2 separate regions of the Zea mays genome follow, and region 2 is linked to region 1. The links are chromatin contacts, called in public Hi-C maps. All regions are on one chromosome and are shown on one strand. The core of a region is the stretch at or near the end of the contact, and the rest is flanking DNA. Distances in the headings are between cores, read along the strand shown.

What was found. A called contact is a pair of places that touch in the nucleus more often than the background predicts.
Region 2: a contact with region 1 is called in a Hi-C map of ear, with 2.0 times the contacts expected there. The contact joins the promoter of LOC100384140 here to the promoter of LOC100217299 in region 1. A contact is called at or near these places in 2 of 25 Hi-C or Micro-C datasets (ear and tassel) and 1 of 3 datasets of contacts at active chromatin or transcription factors (leaf).

What each region holds. Positions count from the first base shown.
Region 1 is chr5:139,679,240-139,685,917 of Zm-B73-REFERENCE-NAM-5.0, reverse strand. It overlaps LOC100217299, which reads right to left and starts at 2,814. Exons shown (of 4, transcript NM_001157003.2): 1 at 2,427-2,814; 2 at 1,226-1,305; 3 at 1,083-1,141; 4 at 1-175. The coding sequence starts at 2,732.
Region 2 is chr5:140,121,160-140,127,837 of Zm-B73-REFERENCE-NAM-5.0, reverse strand. LOC100384140 (cell division cycle202) reads right to left here and starts at 3,005. Exons shown (of 7, transcript NM_001176720.2): 1 at 2,520-3,005; 2 at 2,152-2,421; 3 at 1,185-1,454; 4 at 518-1,108; 5 at 215-428; 6 at 46-112. The coding sequence starts at 2,660. The coding sequence ends at 285. It also overlaps the pseudogene LOC109939783.

The DNA.
Region 1 (6,678 bases), core at 1,565-4,064:
GTCTTTGCCTCTGAATCGGTTAGTTTGCTGGTAAAAACAACATCTCCTCGAATAAGCACAGTGTCCTTGGTCTCAGCAAACTCTGTGTAATGAGTGACTGTGTAGTAAGGACTTGCTTGAGTGCCTCGTGCTTTATAGTCTTCAAGTCCTGTGAATACCATGTATGGCATCTGGACTGGGGCATTGTATAGCAAAAGAAGGAAACAGTAAGTCCAAAAAAGTTCCAAAGCCAACAGTGTGAACTCTAACGAACTCATGGTTAAATAAATTAGGCCAGCTACTACAATGAACTCAAAATAGTAAGTGGTGCCAATGGTTTTCGCGTGTCACAGAAACTTACCACTATATGCTTCTCAAACAGGCCATTTTGTATTAAATTTTTATTTCTTAAGTGGAAATGTTTACATAGTTAATGTCTTTTTACTCCTGTTCAAAAGTGCCACCTCAAAAATTATGAGGGCAGACTAATCCCTTATCGTGATACCCTGAGAATATTAATACCTTGAACATTTAGGTTAAATGGTCAATTCTAGATGCACGAGTCATGCAACTTGTGTTATTTAGTTATAGTGGACCACAGATTTGTGCATTAAATTTGGTGTGAAACATGAAGGATGATGGGTAAAGCATAAAAAAAACTTATCTTAATGCAAGCTAAAAAAACAACAATGCTGATGTCAATGTCATATCAGCATTCAGCTTCCTGGTTCTACACTTTGTATGGCAATTGGCAAGCCAAGGCTATATTTTAAGGGTCCATTTACACAAAGTAACGAAACATGTAACACAACAGTAGGCAGTTCCACAATAAAGGGGAACATTTTAAGAATTAACAAAGGTAGCTACTCGCTCCGTTCCAAATTATAAGACATTTTGGGTTTTCTAGATACATTGATTTTAACTATTTATCTAGACATAATGTATATCTAAATGCATAGCAATTTCTATATCTAGAAAAGCCAAAACATCTTATAATTTGGAATGGAGGGAGTATAATGCTAGTGCTATATTTAGTGGGGGAAATATGAAAACAGAAAAGATTAATAAAAAATATGAATATTTACCAAAGAACTGAGCACTACCTTGCATGAACATAGTAGTGTATCCACTTCCCTTCCACAACGGAATAACAAAGTGACGGCTAAAAGACAAACAAAATTAGATTACAAAATTCACAATCATGGTACTGCAAACTCTGCAACCAGTAAAAGTTGAAGAAACATACCATGAAGCTGATCTTTGTTCCAAGAGATGGTAAAGTTTTGCTTTCATAGATGCACCTATATGACCCCTTCCTAAATGATACTAATATTCAAAAAAAAAAGTCACGAACATAAAACATCAGGACAAGTATAAAAATTTGCATGACTGATGCAGAAGAACGAAAAATAATAATAAACATTATCAATTTCATATTAAACTGAAAATTATTGTTCTTGATCTTTCTTTTGGGGTTAGACAGGACAAATAATAGAGTTGGAATGGAAACTAAAATGTCATCCTTATGAATATAGAAGTTCAAAAAGATCAGAGAATATCCCCCAACACGCACACACAAGTACGGACACATGAAAATCATGTATGCATCTAACAGCACAAAAAGATGGTTACTAAGAATCACCTGTGAGAATTTTGCTGAGTATAACTACAATGCCAGTTCAATCTTCAACAAATAAAGTTTCTCTAATGCAATGTATAATTGAAGCCATAACAAAATGCAATGTTTCTAAAAGTATTGTGCTAATGCTGTTTAACTTTCCAATGAATACTAGCCACTTTCCAAATCCCTTCATTACTTAGTCCAAACAAGCAAAATCAGAGATGTCACTAGAGTGACATGACAGTTGCACAATGCTGTCAAATACAGATATCCTTGGAAGTTGGAACTGAAAACCAAATACGTAGCTAGAATGATGCTGTGGAGATCACATCACAACCGTTGAGATTCTATAGCACACTTTATCCTAATTATAAGTTAAGTTCAACATAACTTTTCGAAACGGCCAATTTTACCACAGCTTCAAAATATCACCACTATTTCTTTTTTTTCCTCTTCAAACGTGGTAAGGGAATAAATCTACTTGCATGCTTCGCCGGCATGTTCTTCCATTAGCAATGTAATAATTGAAGTCTAAACTTCCACTTTATCAAACACCTTCATTTGCAATTGAAAAGGTCTGCGATTAGAATGGACGTTTATATCCTTTCATCTCTTCCCTTCAACAGATCATTCAGATACCCGCAGTCGCGCACACAGAAAATTCGTTACAGGCACGGTGCTTAAAATAAGTATCAAACACGCACGACAGAATATCACATTTTGATGCTTACCTACGACGGCCGTCAGAGGGGATCTCCTCAATTCTTATAACACACAAACCACAAAAAAACCGAATGAAATGACTAATGAGGGGGCGGGGACTGACGTCATCCCATGCGGCGACGAGGTGGTCGGGGGAGAGGCCCTTGGCGCGTTCGATGTCGAGGATGGATCCCAGCGGCTTCGGCTTCAGCGGGGTGAACCCGCTCGCGAACTGGGAGTAACCCCTCCGCGGCGGCCACCTGGTGAGGTCGACCGGCGCCGCGGTTCGCACCGGAGGCTGCAGCGACGGTCGGGTGGTCCAACCGCCATGGGATACTGCCAGGCCGCGGAGGGAGGAGGAGGTGGTGGAGAGGGAGGCGGAGGCGGCGGTGTAGGAGGAGCGCAGAAGTCGTAGCGAAATCCGCTGCATCGCCGGAGCACGGAGGTCGTAGCGGTGAAAAGGATTTTGGGCTGGGCCGGCCCTGTGACTTGAGAAAAGCAAGCGATGTAGGAGTACGTACTGGGATGTTTCGCACCCTCTGTTCCAGCTTTAACGTTCAACTTTAATGTGAAGTTATGTTGTACTAGATGAGTATCCGTGCGTTGAAACGCTAACATATAATAACATAATAATTTATATATAAAATGTGTCTTATATTGTTATAAAAATATTTCATAATCTATTTGTAATCTTAGCCATACATAAATTTTATTATTTTAATTTAGTTCTTTCACTACTCAATTGCAACCATCAGTATCATGCAGACTTTGATATATGTCACGATTTGCATGGTCTCATCATTGAAGAGCACGTGTCACACCTGCTAGTAGAAATTCACTCGTACATTGTCAGTCATCAGGTACGCACCACCATATACGCTTGCTTAAACAAAAAAGCAAGTGTATGTGTTTGCGAAGAGAATTAAAGGCAGGCCGGCACAAAAGATACCTTGACGATGGCGAGTGGTCATTGCTGTCGGTCCTCCTCTGTGTCACCTCTGGTGCCAAGATGACGTCATAGTCTTTGATATATTAGTCGTCGAACGCGCACGACATGGTGAGTATCGATGACTCTTGGCTGGGCTGCCAAACGAAGTGCACCCCGGGCTCATCAGCGAGGTAGTACACCTAGTCGTTGCACCACCGGATGTGCTACTCCTCAACATAAATCTTGTTCGAGGACACTCACACAACGTCAGCAACGACCGTCGTCCCAGCGCACAAGAATTCATGGCCGGTCAGTAGTGACTTACGTGGGAGGTTGAGCTTCAGGTGGATGATGAGCTGGACGGTGTGACGACGCCGTTGTCGGATGCGGTGCCCAGAACAACTCGAGAGTCGCCGGCGTTGGCGACGACCATGAGGTCCCCTTATTTGAAGATGGACAGCGCGGTGCAGCCGCTCTGGAACGCATCCAAGCGGCGGCTGTGCCGGAGGGATTTGCGGGGAGGGGGTAATGGGAATGACAGAACACGGAATGGCAGCCGGGAATGGGAATGAGATTTACGAGGAGGGGGAATAGGAATGGCAGAACACGGAATGACAGCCTACCCCTTACCGCCTTAATAAGTAGTAGAGATAATATAAATTTAAATAGTTTTAAAAAAATATTTATAACCTAAATAAAAAATAAAATGACTTATCTAAATGTATCCTAAAAGTTGCAACTTTATCTTCATAATTTTTTGAACCTCTTATTGATATCCTTCATCAACTTTATTAAATTTTATGAAACTAAAACAGTAATAAACAGGAACTAAGTTATTTATCTTGCACCGAGTTTTATCCATATTGATACTAATAGATTGCATACATGTTATCATTTTATTTACAAATTTTAGGAGAGCTTCGTTCCCTCATTCTTCAACACTGCTATTAGATTATATTGGATTCGGGTTGTTGGTGATGAGCACCACTTTTGGCAGGACGAACCGTCTATCCCTGAGGTCGGACGATCCACGGTCCAGACTATTCGCGGTGGCGGCATGGACGGGTTCGCGTGTGCGCAGAATTAGTTATGGTTCCTCATTTCTTGCGAGATTTGTTAGCGGTCTCTACATGATTAGCTTGGGAACCGACTTGTATCAGATCCTGACCTCCCCCTTATATAGATGAAGGGGTATGGTCCATTGAACCCCCACAATTGATCCAATCAATTCTATTTATCGTTTTACCTTATGCATTAGAAATAGCCCTAGTTCAGCCTTCATCTACCTCGAACCTTCACATTTCTTCGGCTCTACGTTAACTAGAGGCATCTTGGGTGGACTGCCGACCCCAAGACACACCCTAGGATATCTCCTCCCCCGACAGGGTCCCTCCCGAAAGGCAAGATCTAGGTCTAATGTGAAGAAGACGAACTTCTGCGCCATCGTGTACCGACCGCTCCCCAGGCGCGGACCATCCGGACGTACGCAGAGAAGGAGTCGCTCCTGCCCCAGGTCGCGGACCGTCTGCACCCTCCGCAGAGAGCACCGCTAGGCAGTTCTTCTCCAGTGTTTTGCGCCCAGATCAGCACCAACATACTTTTTGACGACTCCGTTGGGGACTAGGTGTTTAGATCTACTAAAATCAGACCCTGAAATGACCGGTTCTAAAGATCACACTGATATCTCCCTAGACAATATCCTTAGGCTAGCTGTTGAAAGCATGTCGCCTGATGATCAAAAGCAATACAAAGACTTCATGTGTTAAGCGAAGGAAAATTTCTTGTCACAATTTATGGTGGATCATCACTAGAAGGTTGTCAAATATGGAGAGATCAAGGTCGCATCTCTTCTACCTTCCCTTCTAATATCTAATGTAAGTAAACCCGACAAAAACTAATCTATTAAATAGTATGTAGCTCAATAGCAAGATCAAATGAAACTACAGATTGGAGGGTTAGAAGAATCAATTAGAAAATTAACACATTCGTTGGAGAAATCTGTTGCTCCTAGTTTTCCATCATTTGAAACTAGTAACAGGATGTCTATGTCTGATACATCAGCAACAAATGGGGATTCACAGCCTCAGCCATTATATGGTATGCCGATGAACTCATATCCAGGGCAAAGACTACCACTGTCGTCCTTGCTTGGCAGATCGACGCCCCAAGACATGGTCGAAGCCTTTGCCGAATAGTCCGGCCCTTACACGGACCATCCGGCTTTTCCTGCCAGACAGTCTGGGCTACACCAGGACCACCACGTGGCACCTCTGTAGTAGCAAACACAACGAGACAGTCCGGATACGCATACATAGAACTTACTGTTGTACATCATACAACAATTTATTACACACCACATCAGCAGTATGTTCCTCCCCATACATATTTAAACCACAACGCACCATATGATCATAAGCCGAGCAACGTTCTCGATTGGCCACGACAAGAAGGTCGGCATAACAATGCCCGACCAAATGAGCCCCACAACCCAAGGTCTAGTGGTCTGCCACAAGGCACAATGGAGAAAATTAGGGAAGATATGACTGAACTATTTTGAGATAGGCTCGAAGTTAGTGTAGCTAGAGTACGACAATCATATCAAAAGCCATATGTTCATCGGTTTGACGTTGTCCCGTACCCACAAGGGGCAAGGATATTAGAGTTTTTCAAATTTTCTGGTGAAAGTGGTAGAAGCACACACGAGCATGTAGGTCAATTACTAGCACATCTAGGAGAATTGGCTGATGGGGAAGCCTTTCATGTTCATTTATTTTTTTTATCTCTTACTGGTACCGCTTTTGAATGGTACATCGCCCTGTCTCCTAATTACATTAATTCCTGGAATGATTTGGAAAGCAAATTTCATGAACATTTCTTTTCTAGTGAATATAAATTAGGGTTGGCTAATTTAGCCTTAGTCTGATAGGGATGTGAAGAATCGATTAATGATTATATTCGGAGGTTCCGAGGCACTAGAAACCGATGTTTTTAGATCCATGTCATAGATAAAGAGTTAGCAGGACTGGCTTTTAATGGGTTGTGATCCTACTTAAGAGAGAAATTGGATGGCACCCATTTCTTTTCGATAGCTCAGCTACATCAATGGGCTTTGGCCTGTGAAATCTGAAGTAAAGAGACATCGAAATTGGCTAGCCATAATGTGCATCTAGTGGAGTGTGATGGTTCAGATGATGAATCTGCAGATGTATATACCGCTGAGCTTGTTTGGTCGACGAAGGCCAAACCTTCTACATGTTCTTCATTCCAGCCTGTTCAAAAGAATCAGCGATAAGAAGTTAAATTTACTTTAAATGTTGCCAAATGTGATAAAATATTTGACGAGCTAGTAAAAAGTAGCAACATTAAATTAATACATATTATTCCTCCTATCGATGAATTAAAGAGGCGTGCTTATTGCAAATTGCATAATTCTTTTTTCCCATCCACT
Region 2 (6,678 bases), core at 1,756-4,255, 440 kb before region 1:
CAAAAAAAAGTGCAAATAACATAGATATTGGGATTGAGCAACTACCTGAATGATGCATATGATGGCAATGCTCGCTGATGTTGTGTGCTTACTCAATGTGGATAGATCTCATCTGAAATAATAGTCAACAGGTATAGTAAGAACAACCCAAGATAATTTGATCCTCAACATTGATCACGCTAGGAAACACCAAGTGTATGTTTCTAAAACATACCAATAGGAATCGACCTCACATATGATGCACGGCCATTTCCAACAGAAGGGATCGTTCTCATGACTTGTTCCTATCGAATATGGTTGAAGCTGTTGAACATCCCAGTGTGGGAAGCCTTGGCTGCAGGCTTGGCCACTTCAGGGTCTCCAAATACGTTCCAGAACCGAAGGGTCTCATCCGCAGCGGCTGATGCTACTGTGCAACCATCAGGGCTCTGCAGTTTCACCACACAGGATCCATCAGAGATATTCAAACATTATATCAATGCAGGAAACCCTGTAAAGGTTGATGCGAAGAGCTCACCTGAGCCATGAAAAGGACACGAGAGGTATGGCCACTGAGTTCAGCCATCTTTACCATTGATGGGTACTTCCACAAGGTTAGTTGGTTCTGTGTGAATCCGTGTGAGCTCAGCAGCTCTCTCTCATTTTTGTTCCATAGAAGGGCACAGACCTGTGATCCAGTGTTAACAGAGTTCAGACATGCTCCAGTGTGTGTGTTCCAGAACTTGATGCATCTATCACTGCCGCCACCACCAGTTGCCAGCAAGTTGCTCTGGAAAGGACACCACGCGAGTGCCTTCACAGCGGACATGTGGTCCTCGAGCCTGTGCAGCCACTGGTTGCGGCCAGCGGTTGACATGGGGGATGCCATCGACACATCCCAAATGTGCAGAAGGTTGTCATTACCCCCACTAGCCAGCTGCTGCCCTGATCCAGACCACTTGAGCCCACACACCTCCTGGCTGTGCCCCTCGTATGTCTGTACAACATGGTTCCTAATTCTCACGTCGTTGTTCACGATCTTGCCATCCATACTGCCAGTGGTGAGGATGTTGTTGTTCCATGCCAGTGAGCCAACTCTTTCCTCATGCACACCTCTGAGAGTTCTCAACTGCAGGCAAAGAACAACCTAAATTCAATGACAATGCGTGCATGCATTTCTGGTTGAAGCAGGAGAGTGCACATACCAGTCGGTTGGAGCTGGTGTCCCAGAGCTGGATATCGGATGAGTTGAGCCCAATAGCGATATGGTGGCCATCTGGAGCCCAGTTGACGCTGGTGATGGGACCACTGTCCTCGTGAATGGTCACAAGCTCAGACGTGGATCCACTGGAGGCATCCCACAGGTATACCGTGTCGCCCAGAGCAATGGATAGCACGTTGTTGCTCCCCCAGTCAAGCAGGTTGAGGTAGTAGTCGTCAACAAGCTCTGGTGCGTCCAGAGTCCTCTCTGCAGACTGCATACATTTCAAGCAGCATCAGAAACCACCATCAGAAACCAGAATCAGAAACCACCATCGATCAGGGGCGTCATTGGGCCCCAATATATGAGTTAAAATGTGGCCCAAATCTTGAATAAATCGGAACCGCTACCAAGTTGTATTCCTGATCATACATATGGAAGACAAATCGGCAGGCTTGACCAAAATCTTGACGCTGTACTTAAAAGAGACGGACAATCTGATATTGACACAAATGACCTATTTGTGTAGTAAAATTTTCTCCAAGGTTTTATTTCACAAAAAAATATGGGTTCAATTGAAAACCTAATTTTTAAGCAATGTGATTATTTCTCCAATATAATTGTTGCATATAGAGTTCTGCTAACCGTTTATGTTGTTGTTGCATAAACGGAAGCTTTTGAAGTCCTACTTATGTTCTACAATGACAAAAGAAATAATGTACTGGCTGTAATAGCAATTTAGTCACGAATGCTACAGAAGATTGGCTACGAAAACATCATTGAAGATTTTATTTAAGAATACTAAGAGAATAATGTTTTTTTCAAATAAAGATCAGGTAACCAATACGATACTTAAGCTTCATTTTTGTATACATGCATACATAGTTTTGCTAATTTTGCACAGGTCCCAAAAAATCCTAGGACGCCCCTTGCATCAATCTAGAGGTAGATCTAGAAGAACATCCACATACCTGGGGAATATGTCGACGCTGCTTGACCAGCTTGGCATGGTGAGAGGAAGCTGTGATGGCTGCCGAGACGTTCTCAGACACAGGCGGCTTGTTCCTGAAGGCAAGGATGCGTGTCCGGTTGTTGAGCAACTTCTCGGCGAGCAGCCTCCGGTACGCCTCCTTGGATGGGGACGCTGCCACCGCGTTCTCCTTGTCCCTCCTGGGCTCCGTGAGCAGGTAGTGCGCCATGTCCATATCCATCGCCGACCTGTCCGGGATGAACCTATCGCCCTGCAGCACGGAAATAAGCCGGCTCGGTCAGGCGAATCGTCGAACACCCTACGCGCGCCCGCAAAACATTTCTGACTCTCAGGGAACAGGTGACTCACGTAGCACTTGGCCGACGGGTTGCGCGATCCTGTGCTCAGCGACGGCATGTAGGGCCGAGTGCCGGCCTCCTGAAGAGGGGGCCGCGCCGCTGCCGCCGTGTGGCTCTTCTCTGATGAGATGGAGTAGGTTCCTGCGTCCATGGTTAGAAGCAAAAGAACAAGAAACAAGGAGCAAGAAACAGCAATACTAACCGCAACCGCAGAAGATGCAATGGAACTAAACAGATTAAAGGTAAAATGAAAGTAAAATAAAGATGTAGCTAAATAACCAGATTAATTGAAAGCTGCAAGAAAAAAGAGGTGGGGAACTTGAGGGCTGCTGCGATGAGAAAAATCAGGCGCACGTCTCGCGGTCTCCCCAGGTGCTCGAGATCGGCGCGGGGAGGCAGAGAGGATGCCAGGAAGCAGAAAGGGAGGAGGATCTGCTCGCTTGCGCTGTGGGGCGTTTTAGGGTTTGGCCGCCCCACGAATTTTTATTTGTAGCAGGAGGGAAGCAGGGAGAGGGAAGCAGGGAGAGAAAGCCGTTGTGCTGCGTTGCGGCCTGCGGGTGGCCGCCTGAACGGCTCCGATGCGCCCATGACCAGTGATTACGTGCGATAGAAGATAAGAGCAACTCCAAGAAGGAATCCTAAACTGAGGCCTAATTCTGTTTTAAAGACGAATTTGATATGTTTAGGATCTGAATAAATTGTTGCTTTCCAACAAACAGACCCTAAACCCAGTGTTTAGCAACTAACTCTGATTTTCGCTGTTCCCGCTCACGCGTTACTCTGTTTCCCGCTCGCGTCACGCGCCTAGGTTTCTTCTTATTCCAGACGCCTGCACACACGATACATCCCACGGCGCCGTCAACCTCCCCAGCACAGGGCACCACAGATCTCCTCGCCTTGGACCACCTCCGCGCATCCATATTCTGGTCAGCGGCCCTCTATCTCCCTCCATCCTGTATTCCATTTGCATTGTTTCTGCAAAAGTCAGGTCCTGCAATCTCCTGTGCATTTGTTCCCCACGGAAGAGATAATAAAGTGCCAAAGATTCTTTGATTATGTTGCTTCTAATCAAACCATTGACGTTGTAGCCCATATGTTCTTGCCAGTATTGTTCCATGAGTTGTATCTTGTATGAATAATTTATTCAGAACCTGTTGTACAATTGCAAGTAGTATGTAGCATGTTGATCAACTTCATTTTGCAGTGTATATCGTCATATGTTGTGATATGTGACAGCTTATATTTAGTAAATGGGTAACTGAAATAATTTTATATTCTGCCATATGTCCACTGCAGAAAGATGTCTGCAACTACGATATCTATGATCCACCGCGAAGATGAACAATCATACAATGAACTTGACCACTTCATGCTTTTCTTGATGGGTGCATATCGAAAGAGGAAGCAAAAGCAGCGAAAAAGACATCGAGGTTCAGTTTTTGGACACAAGGTTTACAATCGAAGTAGAGATGAACACGGTATGAAATTGTACCGTGACTACTTTTGTGAGAACCCAACATATCCTGAGAAGATGTTTCGGCGCCGTTTTCGTATGAGTTCATCTCTTTTCAAACGGATAGCTAAAGCCGTTGAACAACATGATAACTATTTTGTTCAGAAAAGAAATGGTGCTGGTCTTCTTGGATTTTCCTGTGTACAGAAGGTCACTGCAGCTTATAGACAGTTAGCTTATGGTGTTCCAGCTGATTATGTTGATGAGTATTTGCGGATTGGTGAAAGCACTGCTATTGAGAGCCTACGGAAATTTATGAGAGCAATTTGCGAGGTGTTTGGCGAAGAATACCTTAGAGCTCCAAATGAAGATGATACAACTAGATTGCTTAAAATTGGTGAATGTCGTGGATTTCCTGGCATGCTTGGCAGTATTGATTGTATGCACTGGAAGTGGAAAAATTGTCCTACTGCTCATCATGGTATGTATTGTGGTCATGTGAAAGAACCATCCATCATACTAGAGGCAGTTGTGTCTACGGATTTATGGATATGGCATGCCTTCTTTGGCCTACCAGGATCGCACAACGATATTAATGTCTTGCGCAGATCTCCTCTCTTTGACAGACTTATGGAAGGTCAAGCGCCATCTGTTCAGTATATGGTTAACGGGCATAATTATGAAATGGGTTACTATCTAGCTGATGGGATTTATCCAACTTGGGCATCATTTGTGAAAACAATAAAGGCACCGGCAAATTTAATGGATAAAAATTTTGCTGCTGCTCAAGAATCTTAGAGAAAAGATGTTGAGCGTGCATTTGGTGTGTTGCAGGCTCGTTTTGCAATCGTTCGAAATCCGGCGCGATTTTGGGATGAAAAAACACTCCGAGACATTATGTTGGCTTGCATAATAATGCACAATATGATAATTGAAGATGAACGAGACGCTGACGGTCTTGATGTGCCTTATGATAAGAGTAATGTAGAGACTGAAGGTGTGGTGTCGCGTGTAGGGACTTGTAATTTTTCGCCATTTGTTGGACGTCAAGAAATTCAAGATTCTCACATGCATCGTCAACTTCAGCAAGATCTAGTTCAACACCGATGGGAGTGGCGCGGGCACCGAAATGAGCAACATTAGTTTAGGCAGACAATACTATTTGATGAATAAATCATTAGTAAAACAGTATTGTTATTTTTCCCTTTCTCAACATGTCTGTAATTTTTTAGTTCAATACAGTTGTTTACATGGTCAACATTTCTTGTTGTAAGTTTGTTGCTCAATCCTAAGGAGAGTGCATTATTCAGATGTTTCAGATCTTCAAAAATAGAGAAACAATACTCACATGGTTTTGGCTGCAGGAAGGCAGCAGAGACAAGTGCTGTCAACAATCCAGTAACTAAATCGTAAACTGAATCATGCTGCCATTACACAAACAGGAGCCTCAGATCTTTGGTGCTGATCGTGACTATGTAAAGTTTGAAAATACATGTTTCATACAGTTTAAACATATCATCTGTATAGACCTTTGTACTACTGATCTGCTCAAATAATACTCATTAAGCAGTACTGAACTTGAAGGCAGCAGCCTGAACGACAGAAGAAAACTGTTGCAATATGAAGCTAGAACAATGGTACTAAAGGTTTTTATTTGACTGAATAATGATCCTGAACTAAAGGTTTTTATTTGACTGAATAATGAAGCCTGAACGACAGCAGCCTGAACTAAAGGTTTTTATTTGACTGAATAATGATCCTGAAACCCAAGTCAGGTACTGTTGCCTAACTACTCCCGAAACGCCGAGCCAAAATCTCTTGTTTCATCATCTTGAAGTATAGTTTAGAGTCATCGTCCATTGTGCTTGTGTCTGTTAGCATAATTTCTTTGTCCTACCGATTTTGCTCCAATTGAACCTTGGTCATCTCAAGCTCATAGAACTTATCATCACGGGCCTTCCGGTCTTTCTCTGATTCTTCCCTTGCTTCCCTCATCTTTTTAACTTCTTAAAAGAAAAAATCGCCATCAGCATCGCAGCCATCGTGCTTTCTCGCTCGTGCTTTTTCCTTCTCTGCTTTCCTCCCTAGTGGTCTGTCAGCATTGACAGGACCATTACTGTTTGCCTCATGGAGGTCTTTCAGCTTTGAATCTCTGAAAGTCCACTTTGGCTCATGCCTAAGAATAATCCACGCATGGAAGACAGAAAATGCCTTCCCTTGATGGTCTTCTCGAAATTTCGCTTTCGCTTCAGCAAGCTACAAAATGACAAGGATAAATCATGTGAGCAAATGCTGTTATGTGAAGAAATTGTTGTATAAACATATGTAAATTTCACCTTGTCATCACTAGTTTTTCCACTTTCATTTTTTCTTTCTATGGCGTCATAGTATTGTTGAAAAATGTTCACTTCCTTCTGAATTATACCCCAACGATGCTTCAAAGACGACCAATTACGATCTGACTCAAATGTCCTATTCTTGTGAAAGTATTTCCATACTCTTTCCCAAAATGTGCCATCTTTTTTATCTCTTCCAGTAATAGGATCTTTACTCACATTAAGATACGCTGAAACTAATAGTGTGTCCTCCTCTTCACTGAAATTTTTGGATCGGCACCTTTTAGTCACATGTGAGCTCATTTCATGCAGCACCGGTGATTGTACAGCTTCGTTATCAACTAGCACATAATCATTTGAGACAAAATCATCTGCAACAT